Linked DNA regions of Mus musculus: region 1 is linked to region 2. The links are chromatin contacts, called in public Hi-C maps. All regions are on one chromosome and are shown on one strand. Each heading gives the region's core, a stretch centred on a gene start, on an enhancer-like site or on the middle of the called end of the contact. The rest is flanking DNA. Distances are from core to core; before and after follow the strand shown. Region 1 overlaps Coro2b (coronin, actin binding protein, 2B). Region 2 has its middle 13 kb from the start of Gm39351.

Evidence for each region. Hi-C and Micro-C count contacts between places; a contact is called where the count stands out from the background.
Region 1: a contact with region 2 is called in a Hi-C map of cerebellum, with 2.2 times the contacts expected there. The contact joins two enhancer-like sites. A contact is called at or near these places in 1 of 484 Hi-C or Micro-C datasets (cerebellum) and 1 of 9 other capture datasets (embryonic stem cells).

Annotation. Positions count from the first base shown.
Region 1 is chr9:62,473,502-62,479,901 of GRCm38.p6, forward strand. All of the region lies in intron 2 of Coro2b (coronin, actin binding protein, 2B), which reads right to left. Among named protein-coding and RNA genes, the nearest start is that of Coro2b, 60 kb to the right of the region's middle. Within about 2 kb of position 3,785, at least 95 of the 459 cell types and tissues checked have an H3K27ac peak or open chromatin away from gene starts, as enhancers often do. A contact at or near this core is called in cerebellum, where this site is marked.
Region 2 is chr9:62,150,420-62,156,510 of GRCm38.p6, forward strand. No RefSeq gene overlaps it. Among named protein-coding and RNA genes, the nearest start is that of Gm39351, 13 kb to the left of the region's middle. Within about 2 kb of position 3,117, at least 22 of the 459 cell types and tissues checked have an H3K27ac peak or open chromatin away from gene starts, as enhancers often do. A contact at or near this core is called in cerebellum, where this site is marked.

The DNA.
Region 1 (6,400 bases), core at 2,535-5,034, 320 kb after region 2:
GGGGAGGTGACTGTGGATAAAATGTTTATTGTGCAAGCACTGGGGACTGAGTTCAAATCCCCCCGCAACAACATAAAAATACCAAATGTGGTGGGTGGAAATAGCCACACAAGTGTTTAGGTGGGCTAGGTTGAGGACAGGGAGCCAAGACTCATCCAACAAGGGCAGTGTTCTTCTCAGCCGAGAAGGCTATCGTTTCCCTCTGGGGAGCAAGAGTTGAGAGCCAACAATTCAGCCATAACCACAGCCCTGTTGTAGTTTCTGGTAGTAAGATCACTACACCCCATCCTGAGTAAAACCTGTGTGTGTTCTTATCCATCCATCCACTCATCCACCTACATACTCACTTACCTACCAATCACCCTCTCTATGTATCTGCGTGTGTGTGTGTGTGTGTGTGTGTGTGTGTGTGTGTGTGCACGTGTGTGTCTGTCTCTGGGTTTTTCTGAGAGAGGGTTTCACTGTGCAGCCCTGGCTGTTCTAGAACCGGCTCTGTAGATCAGGCTGGCTATGAACTCAGAAATCTGCCTGGCCTCTTCCTCCTAAGTACTGGGATTAAAGGCGTGCACCACCACTGCCCGGCATGATTTTATTTTTTTACACAACTCAATTGGGCAACCCTTTGAATGTGAACTTTTTAGATGCCAACATGGTGTCTCAGTGTCAAGAAGTTGGAACAACTGTGAGGCTGCTTGTCCATCACAGGGCTGGGAGAGACACAAAGCTCACCTGTATCGTCATCCTCCTCCAGCACTAACACCCTTACTCCATAGCTGCACACACACACACACACACACACACACACACACACACACAAGTCATGGCAAGTTCACTAAGAGAGGCTGGAAGACCCTCAGGCCACTTCCTTGTCTTTGGGATTTTGCCAAGAGAATCAGCTGGGGAGTCACAGGGGAAGGGAAGCAAGTGAAGACAGGAAGTTCCCACCAGCTGCCCAGGCAGAGAGGGCTGAGTTTCTGGAATGTTCCATGCCCACTCCCCAAGTCTCCTAGCCCCAGCTGTGCAGAAGCTCAGAATACTTCAGAGAGGGGGAAGGTTTCCTCATCCCCTGTCCCCTGAATATTATTATTTCACGCCATCTTGTCTGAAGCCCAGGCTCTACTTCTGACACAACATACCTCCCATTCCCAGAGCGAAGCACTAAGCTCCCCACAGCCTCACTTGGTACCCACATATTTGAGTGAAGCCTGATGACTTAGCACATGCCAGGACTGGGTCAACCACAGGAAATGTCCCTAAGGAAACTGTCTTTAAGACCCTACCTCTGGGAAGATGAGATGACACAGATGAAGGTTCACCCACGGAGTAAAGGAGAGAACGGGTTTCCACAGCTGTCCTCTGACACAGTATGTCCTTATGCATACAGTCACACACACACACACACACACACACACACACACACACACACACCTCATGCAAGTAAAATAAATAAATTAATAATAATTTTTGAAAAAAAACTCTGCCCGTCTTCAAACACATTGACACTGGCACTGACAAGTATGGAAAATTGTATAAGGTAGAATTTAGATGGTGCTCACTATAAAATCCTCCAGACATTGCAGTGTGCTTGAAACGTCAACGATAAAATGTTGAGGTACATATCTATCTTTCTCACCCATGCCTGATAGGTAAACAATGCATTGCAATCAAAGTTAGGAACAGGCCATCGCCACAGTGCTTGAGACGCCAGCCGATGCAATTAGAAAAGAAAAAGATGATAAAAGTTAGGGAAGCGGCAGAGCTGCCTCTACTTGCAAATGCCAGGATCCAGAGAAAACTCAAAAAAAAAAAAAAAACCCACACAAAATTACCATAAACAATTAGTAAATCCAGCAACATATTAATACTAGTGGACTTTTACCCACGGCTTTCAAAGACGCAACCACCAATGAGCCGACACAGCAGTAAAAGACAACCAAATGGCAAATGCATGAAATGAAACAAGGAATGTATACGGGTCAGGGGAGCTGGCTTAGTGGGTAGGAAAAGTTGCTGTGCAAGCCTGAGGACCTGAGTTCCAATCCTCAGCACCTGTGCAAAAAGCCAGATGTGGCCACACACAAGCCTGTAACCCCAGTGGTATGGGTGTGCATGGAGACAGGAGGATGACTGGAATTTGCTGGCTACCAGCCTAGCCCCAAATTTAGTGAAAGACCCTGTCTCAAGAGAATAAAAGGAACAATGGGAATACAGGACACCCACATCCTCTTCTGTCCTCTATACTTTGTATCCGGGTGTGCATCTGCCCACATGCACATATACTAAATAACAACTTATTTTAAAAAGAGATATATGGAGAGTTTTTAATATACTCCAGAAGGAAAAGAATCAGCCTGGCAAGTTGTTCCGTCATATGGCCAGTCACCTTTTTTCTTCACTTAAACCTTGAGCTAACCTAACCCCTCAGTACTATTACCCAGAGAGCCAAGTGTATATAGAAGGAAGGCAAGATGCAGAGAGAACAAGATGTCTGTGTAAAAAGAGCTCATGTGTGCAGGTGCCCCTTCATGCCAGACATCCCATCATAAGCCACACAGTAACATGCTGACCCCTTGAATATCACAGCTTAGCCACATGCTACACTGGAGTCTCCTTGGTGGTCACAAGATGCAGGCTGCAGTAGCAATAGACCTGCTTCACAGAGAAAGCACCAGGTGGTGGTGGCGCACGCTTTTAATCCCAGCACTTGGGAGGCAGAGGCAGGCGGATTTCTGAGTTCGAGGCCAGCCTGGTCTACAAAGTAAGTTCCAGGACAGCCAGGGCTATACAGAGAATCACTGTCTCGAAAAACCAAATAAATAAAATAAAAAACCAAAACAAAACAGAGAAAGCTCAGAATTCCAACCCTGGAGTAGAGGTTCCTCTGAGCACATGAAGTTAAAAAAAATCTTACTTGTTTTCCCATTTATTTGTTTGTTTACTTTGTGTGATGTGGACACCTATGCCACAGTGTGATGTCAGAGGACGGCTTTCAGGAATCAGTCCTCTCCTTCCACCATATGGGTCCCAGGGATTGAACTCAAGTTGTCAGGTGTTTGGGGACAAGCCCTTTTACTTGCTGAGCTAACTTGCCAGCCCACACATCCAAAAAAAAAAAAAAAAAAAAAAAAAAAAAAACTTAAGTTAAGCTATTGTAAGTAAAAAAAAAAACAAAAAAAACTCTGTCTCTGTCTCTCTGTCTCTGTCTCTCTGTCTCTCTCTCTCTGTCTCTCTCTCTCTGTCTCTCTCTCTCTCTCTCTCTCTCTCTCTCTGTGTGTGTGTGTGTGTGTGTGTGTGTGTGTGTGTGTGTGTGTAAACCTTGGGGAAACCTTCCCATGGAGGATCTGAGTGCTTTGCTTTTGAGGATTAAGCTACATGAAGAAGGCTCTGCATCTGGAAACCAGGGCTGTGTGTGAGTAGCCAGGGTTCCAGGTGGCGGCGCTTCTGCCTGCAGATGCTGGTGGGGAAGGGCTGTGCAAAGAGAAGACTCAGAGTCAGTAAACACACTTACAGCCAGGCCTGAAGACTTGAGTTAGATTCCTGGAGTGGAACCCACACAGTGGAAGGAGATGATCAATATCCGGAAGTTACCCACTGACCAAGTGGCCTAACTGGACCTGGGATGGCGGGTCCCTTCCTCTCCAGAATTGTATAAGACCTGGATGACAGAGTTAACATCCTCAAGCCAGCAGACTGGCACTCCCCTCCTCCAGGCTGCAGTCTGGCCCTGGCCTGGTCCACACCCCCACCGCCCTGCAGGGAAGGCAGGAAGGAGGCCCAGATGGCAGGCGTGGCCCAGGCCCCCAGCCAGGCTCACCCAGCTGTCACTTTGGAGAGGTCCCTATCTAGCCCTCCTCCATTCCCTTGAACAATTGGGAGCCAGCCAGCCTGGCCCCAGCTGTTCCTACTCATCGGTCCAGGGTGCGCAAACACCCATGCTTCTCATGCTTCTGGGCTTCGGCTCTCCGGGAAGGAGAAACGCAGATTTCCAGGATGTCAGAGCTAGCGAGACCCTGGAGGACCACCGCACTCACTCTACAGAAGACAGAGCCAGTGAGACCCTGGAGGACCACCGCACTCACTCTATAGAGAGGGAAATTGAAGCCCAGAGGGATAAAGGACTCACCCAAGGCTCCAAAGAACCCGAGAGAAAAGTCAGGCTTTCTGACTGCCAGTCAGCTCTGCATTTTGGGACACGTCTGGGGTGTGGGGCACTGAGACCATCCATGCTACCTTCCCACAATCCTTCATCTAGGGCATCTCTGGCAGTCTCTGTTATTGAGGGATGTCCTATCTGAGATTGTTTCTGGGGCATTTAACTTGGGTGGGTCAACAAACTCATTAACACCAATGAGTTTTCTGAGGAAAATCGAAGGTATGTTTTCTTAAGCATAGCCCTGAAGTCTCATACATTTTTATTTATAAATATAGAAACAACCCTCTGAGATTGGCAGAGGCTGTGACAGTTCCATTGGTAGGCAGCATAAAATATTCAGGTCATATTCTGCTATGGCTTCAAAATACTGTTTATTCTCTCTCTCTCTCTCTCTCTCTCTCTCTCTCTCTCTCTCTCTCTCTCTCTCTCTCTCTCATTGTCAGTGTTAGTGTTAGTGTTAGTGATTGGACCCAAGGCCCCACAAACACCAGGCCTGGCAAGCACTTTACCACTGAGCTATGCCCCTGCCTCTTTTTTTTTTTTTTTTTTTTTTAAGATTTATTTATTATTATATCTAACTACACTGTAGCTGTCTTCAGATACACCAGAAGAGGGCGTCAGATCTCATTACAGATGGCTGTGAGCCACCATGTGGTTGCTGGGCTTTGAACTCAGGACCTTCGGAAGAGCAGTCGGTGCTCTTAACCACCGAGCCCTCTCTCCAGCCCCCTGCCCCTGCCTCTTACCGATCATTTGAATTTCTTTAGCGTACCACAGTGAAAGGTCTACCTTGTATGTTCGTTGGGCTGGTACACATATAATGGCTTCTTGAATGGAGCCTGTTTCTTTCCTTCTGTTCGTCTGGTTTATGCTCTTTCAACTTTGTTCTATGGAAAGCTCTGCAACTTCTTTAGAATGCCAAAGGGTCTATGCCTGATTCCCACTGTGCACATCCCAATCCTTCCTATTGAGGCAGATGGCACTTTAATAAGAAAGGTCCCCGGAGTGCTGGTGCCACCTGGGTGCCTCTCATAGTAAAGGCCAGGGGCTAGGGAAATGAGTGAGTTCATAAAACATAAGAACCCGAGTTCAAGCCCCATGTGACTATTGGAAGTGGTGGTGAGCACCCGAAGCCTCAGGCTAGAGAGGCAGAAACAGGAGACTGCCTGTGCTTGCCGGTCTAGCCTGTGCCAGCCGGTCTAGCCTAGCTCCAGGTTAAGTAAGAGACATGCCTCTCCCCATTTCTATATACATATAGTAGAGAGGAGTTGAGGAAGATACCTGGTATCAACATCTGCCCCCCCCCACACACACACACACTTACTCTCACATACACTAACTAGCTGTGCAACCTCCATCAAGTCTCCCACCTTCTCAGGGCCTTGGCATCTTCACATAAGCTGTATCATTTTAAACATTTTTTCCTCGTCTTCTTCCTCCTGTATTCACCTGAAGACCCACTTGGAAATTTAGGCACAAGTTGCTTAGCAACTAAAAATCAAGGTCTTTGATGAGTACAACTGGGAGGGGGCAGAGGAGAATCTAGAGAGAAAGCGGATGGCTCAGAGCAAGCATTTATTTTGAGAGTCTGTGGATGCCCTGACCCATTCTTCTCCCCCCACAAGTCAGGATAACTTTAAAAGCCTTGGGATGGAAGTGGGGGCAGGGGCCTGAAGAGGGACATCCAGAAATGGAAAGTGCCCCCAGGCTAGCCCTGGCCTGGGTGTTCTCAGGAGAGGCACACAGGCAACTATTGTTCCCTGACAGGGAAGGAACAGGGTAGAAGTCTTGCTGAGGCCTCAGGGCCCATGGGGCCCTGGGAAGATATTCAGTTTCCACCCCACCCGTGTAAAGCCTATGTCACTTTCGTTCCTTGAAACTCTGGGATGAGGAACTGGGGCCGCTGAGGCTCAGGTGGAGTGGGTGGTGAGTCTGTGTGCGTGCATGTTCTCTGTCTCTCTCTTCCAGGGGCTGGGGATGGCCGCCCAGGTGGCACAATTCACTGCTATCTGGAATTTCGTCAGCAACTCCTTTGGGACTCCTGACCTTAGCCTAGTGCATGCTCCCTGGAGAAGATACCGTCCTCTCTAACACCTTTGTAGAGGGACATGGAATTCTCAGAAGGGATCAAGGACAGAATTCCTGGAAAGGAGACAGGGAGTGCCCAGGTGTTCCATGCACTCTTCAAGACCACACACCTCTTGGGGGGTCAGACTGGGACTCAGTGAGGTGCACAGGGAGGATCCT
Region 2 (6,091 bases), core at 1,867-4,366:
AATCTGGCCCCTCAGGTTAAGGAGTGTTGAAGTTTATAGTGGAGCCAAATGGGGTGTGTCCTACATGTTTCTTTTTTTTTTTTTAAGATTTATTTATTATTTTATGTAAGTACACTGCAGCTGTCTTCAGACACACCAGAAGAGGGCATCAGATCTCATTACAGATGGTTGTAAGCCACCATGTGGTTGCTGGGATTTGAACTCAGGACCTTTGGAAGAGCAGTCAGTGCTCTTAACCGCTGAGCCATCTCTCCAGCCCCCCTACATGTTTCTTATTCCATGGTCAGACACCTACAAACCCCTGTATCCCACCCCTTGCTGGGCAGAAAACAGACCCACTGCCCAAATTAAATTGTGCACCTCTGTGTGTATGTGTGTCTCTCTGTATGTTTGTATGTATGTTCCTATGTATGTATGTGTCTGTCTGTCTATGTGTGTGTGTGTCTATATGTGTTTATGTGTGTGTGTGTGTCTGTGTGTTTGTATATATATCTCTGTGTCCCTCTGTCTCTGTGTGTGTCTGTGTGTATGTGTCTGTCTGTCTATTTGTGTGTGTCTCTCTCTGTGTTTGTATGTGTATCTATGTGTCTGTGTCTGTGTGTGTATCTGTGTGTGTCTGTGTATGTTTGTGTATATCTCTATGTCTGTCTATCTCTGTGTATGTCTGTGTATGTGTCTGTCTATATGTGTGTATATGTATATGTATCTGTGTGTTTGTGTTTACGTATCTATGTCTGCCAGTCTGTGTGTGTGTGTGTTCCAGAGGTTGACATCAGATGTTCTTCTAAATTGTTTCCCATGCTTTTTTTTTTCTTAGACAGAGCCTCTCATTCAATCTAGAACTCACCAATTCAGTAGACTAGCTAACAGCAAACCCTCAGGGACCCTCCTGTGTCTGTCTCCCAAGGACAGAGATCACAGGCTCATGCTGCCACATCTGGTTCTTTTACACAGGTGCTAGGGATGGCACTCAGGTCCTCTTGCCTGTACTTATAGACTGAGCCACCTCCCAAGTCCTTTGCTTTATGCCTTCTGTAGTTAGTAATGGATCATCACCAGAGACTGAGCACTCAGCCCTTTGGAGAAGACCAGAAAAGATGAATTCCCAGGCTCCATCCTCAAATAGACCACTGAGGTATGATCTCACCAGTTAACAGGTAATTAAGTACTGGATTTTGAGGCAAAGAACTCCTGGAAAGGTTAGAGGTAAGTGTAGGTTTTCCTTCCCAGGGAAGTTTTGTGCAAGGTGACATGGGAGCGGATAGAATGAAACTTGGGCCTTCTAGGGGGCTGGGAAATAAATTCAGAGGCAAATCAGGTTTCAGTGAGGGTCTAAGCGCATTCTTTACCAACTAGAGAACCTCAGCATGAACCTTCCCAGCCTCTGCTTCCTCATCTAACGTACAGGACCATTCCAAATGGCCTTCTAGTCTAAAGTTCTTAAGGTCTCCAAAGTGGCCTATGTAACTCGTTTGGAAACCACCTTTCATGCAACATGTATACATTTTGTCATAGAAACTGGCCTAAATTTATGGGAATCTGCTCGTGGTTTTATTTATAAAGTAGGAGCATTTCTCTCACTCTAGGAAAAAAAATCCTGTGAGGCTTAGGAATAGCTCAGTAATTAAGAGCGCACACTGCTCTTGCAGGGACTTGAGTTCAGGTCCCAGCACCCACATGTGACATACATATAAAATAAAAAAGAAATCTAAAAAAAAATAGATTTTAAAACAAAGAAATGTATTTGATTGTGGGATGCTGCCCCAGACCCACCAGGGTGACACATGCCATTCTAGCCATGCATGCAAGGTAAAGGAAACCACAGGCCCAACACTTCTGAGGTCTGACTCACTCCTGACCCTATAAGGTCTGTATTATTAAACAGCTGTAACTAAACAGAAAGCAGCAGGCATGTCTATAACCCCTGTGACTGAGCGAAGAGATATGGGGAGCAGGTCTTGCCTGGCTTCTGCTCCAAAGGGCCAGATACCAAACATTTTAGGTCTTGGAGGCCACATGTGGCCTCTGTTGCAACAATTCATCTTTATTGTGCAGCTTCAACCAGCAAGCATGGCCATGTACTAATAAAGTTTTGTTTAAGGCTGGGGAGCTAACTTAGTAAAGGGCTTGCCACGTAAGCATGAGGAGAAGGACCTGAGTTCAGTTCCCCAGAACCCATATATTAAAAAAAAAAAAAAATCAAGCATAGTGGTGTGTGCTTGTAAACCCAGTGCCAGGGAAGTGGAGACGGGTGGCTCCCTGGAGCTTGGTACTCCACTAGCCCAGCCTGGGCAGCAAGCCCTGAGCCACTAGGAGACCCTTGGTTCAAAAGACAAGGCAGATGGCACCTGAGAATGACAACTGAAGTTGGCCTCTAACCTACACATACACACAAACACACACAGAGAGAGACAGAGAGACAGAGATAGACAGAGAGACACAGGCAGAGAGAGAGAAAGAGAGAGACAGAGATAGAGATAGACAGACAAGAAAGACAGACAGACAGAGAAAGAGAGAGACAGACAGAGAGACACAGGCAGAAAGAGACAGAGATAGAGACAGAGAGATAGATAGGCAGAGAGGAAAAGAGAGAGACAGAGACAGACAGAGACATACAGAGAGGCAGACATACAGAGAGAGAAAGAGACAGACAGACAGAGAGAAACACAGACACACACACACAGATAGACAGACAGAGACAGAGGCAGCAGGTGGGACTTCCCCCAGAGATCATTTATTCCCACCTCTATTGCGGAATGATCTCTGAGAGAGATGAGCAGGAAAAGATAAAGATCCAGACTCTAGCCCGACATTCCCGCAATACCCTGTGGCCATGCTAAATCTCTCCTGGCCCTGGACTTAGACTCCACTGTGGATCCAGCCCTCCTGACCAGCGGGAGCAGGGTAGAATACCATCAAGCCTCTCATGTGTCTGATGCAATCAATACCCAAGAACATTAGAAGCAGAGAAGGAGCTGGGCGTCCTCATCCAGCTGGAAGATCAAAAGCCATGAGAAACAGAAACTATATTCTCTTGTCAGGGCTCCGTCTGTAAAGGCCATTTGGCAGAACTGAGTGGCAGGGTGGATGCCAGCCCAGCAAGACTTCAGCCAACACGAGGGTGGCGAGTGACAGCTCTGTTTGCCATCTGCCCTGCTCTGGCCTTTTGGCCGGGCACCACAGGGTGGCACCCCTTGTGCCCGGTGCATGCCAAGAAGCAGGAAGTGATGGCAGATGCTCAAGATGGCCCTGAGGCAGGGTGGGAGAGCCCAGCGTTGGGTAGTCTTTGAGCTAGTGCCTGCTAACATAAGGACTAATGAGAGAACAAGATCTGAGCAGCCAGCTTAGGCCCTAGAAGCCAAGGTCAAGGCCATGAGAGGAATCACCAAATCCAAGAGACTGAAGAAAGCCTTCTCCGTTCCTCAATCCCAGCTCCTATTTTACAGATGAGGAGCCTGAGCCTCATCCCATGCCCTTGAGCAGCAAAAGAGAAACAGGACAATGGAGATAGAGATAGAGATAGAGATAGAGATAGAGATAGAGATAGAGATAGAGATAGAGATGCATATGCGTGTGGGGGCCAGAAGTCAAGTCATGTATCCCCTCTGATCACTTTCCACCCTATATATTGCGACAGGGACTCTTAGTAAACCTGGAGCTTTCTGATATAGCTAGATTAATTGGCCAGCAGACCCCAAGGTCCTCCTGTCTCTGCCTCTCCAGCACTGGGATCACAAATGTATGCTACTGTGCCTGGCTTTTAATATAGGCTCTGGGGATCAAAATCGGGTCCTCACATTTACACGTGTTTACTCATGCAAACACTTCCCCAAGTGAGCCATCTCCCCAGCCCCAGAAATTGTGTATCTTCCCTAAAGAAGACAGGGGATGTATCATAACATAGAATGTGGTGATAATAACAGTAACCCACAAGGGTTGTTTTGCAGGTTGAGTGTCTACACTGCATAAGCCTTCCCCAGAAGTGAGATCCGTGACTCCCTCACTTGCTGCTTAGGCTTACAAGCGTCTCCTGGGAATTGCTTGGGGTCACTCTCCTGTTCCTCCCCTCTGTGGGTGCAGAATGACTAATTGATTTCTCATGTATGGATGAAAAGCAGTCTCGGACTGGTCACTGATCAGCTCAGCATAAAACTGTCTGCCTTTGTATTAGCCAAGAAAGAATCGATGCCCTGTGGCTAACTATATACACACATAAAACTTCCTGGAGACCACCAGCTCAGAAGCAAAACAATTCCTTTGTGCTATCATCCCAATAGGGACAGAGTAGGCAGGCAGCCAGGAAGACCTTGCAAACACACCAACTTCCCAAGTGGGCTGGAGCACTAGCAATTCACAGGGGACGCTTGTAAGCCTAAGCAGCAAGTCACAGCTCTAGGTGTCTTCTTTGTATGCTGGCTGCCTGTGCTCATGGCAGATGTGGCTCTTGGACCAGGCTACTGCCTTGATAGCTCAGTTCTATGGCTAAGTGGCTTTGCTCGGGCTATCACCTGGCCAGTTCTTTCCTAATAAGGGTAGTCACCTAAACCTCCGATGTTCTGTTCCACTTTCCTTTGCTGTTTAAAGCCATGGTCTGCTGTCAAGAGTGGCTCTTTTTAAATGCACAATGACATTTTCTCCCTCGAAACAACCTCGAGGGCAGCATTCGAGCACTTCCTCAGAACAACTCAAGTACTCAATACAGGCCCGTTCGTCAACTGATTGGCTGGCTGGCTGATCTACAGTTCACCCCATGAGGTCAGGGTAGGATTTCAGGGCCATCTGCAGAATAGTGGGCCTGGTCAGGATTCCAGGGCTGTCCCCAGAACAGTGAGCTTGGTCCTAGTGCAGAAGCATCTAAGAGGAAGCAAAAGTAAAGTCCCAAAGCTCTCATCCCAGCTTCTTTTATTTTCGAGTATGTATGCATGTTGTGGTATACATGGTGTGTGTGTGTCTGTCTGTCTGTCTGTCTGCCTGCCTGCCTGTGTGTGGTGTGTTTGTGTATGGGCACACATGTGCCAAGTCACATATGAAGAGCCTTCCCCCTTATTTGATACAGGGCCTCTTACAAGTTTGTCAGTGAGGCTGAGGAGCTAGCCGGCTGAGAGTTTCTGGGAAATATCCAGTCTCAGCTTCCTGGTTAGCTTCCCTTCCCAGCGTAGGAGCTCTGGGATTACAAATGCAAGCTCGCATGTTCAGCTCTGTGTGGGTTCTGGGAAGTCAGAGTCAGGTTCTTGTGTTTGCCTAGCAAATGTTTTCCCCCACGGAACCATCTTCCTAGCTCTCTTATTATTTTTAATCTTTTTAATTCGTTGCCTGCTTTTTGAGGTGGGCGGGTGAGGATGGGGGTCTTGCTTGTAGACCAGGCTAACCTATAATCTACTACGTAGCTTAGGTGATCTTGAGCTTTTTCCCCCTCAAAAGCTTTTAGGCTCAGCCTCCTGAATAAGATCAAAGAAAAAGCAGCCTGCAGATCCCTTTCCATGGGGCATGTGACAATCCAAACTGCCTTGTAAGGAACCAGCTGGATCCTGATCCATCAGCACCAGAGAGCCATCTTCTTTGAAAGCAGGTATTGCCTTGATGGATTCTGCCAGGCAGGGACTGTGGCCAGCTCTCCAATCGATACTGCTCAGCAGAGGCCTTTCGAGAGCATAGCAGAGGAAGAGGGAAAGGTCGTTTGCTTAATAAATGGACTTGTGCTATAAAGGTTCTGTCCTTTCCTGTCCTCCCCCCTCCCCTCCCTCTCTCTTCCATCTCTGTCTCAGCTGTGTGTCATTCTAGCAAGTCTCCTCTCGTCTTACTCCTCTTTCTCCCCACCCCCATCAACATACTAAAAGATTAAATATCTTTATTCCTTTTTAATCGCTAAAAACAATAGCTTTTGCCTAGCTATACCTGCCATGAATACTTTTTGGAAGAAGATGGGGTATACCATGGAGGGTGGGTAGATGGTAACGAACACGCCTGCCTGTTCCTGTAAGGAAAACTTGTCTTCGTCTGGTTTCCTAGAGACATTAGGATAGGGACAAGTGAAATGCCGACCAAAGCTTCCTAATAATGCTGTTTTCTTTCATTTCCAGGTTTCCCCTCT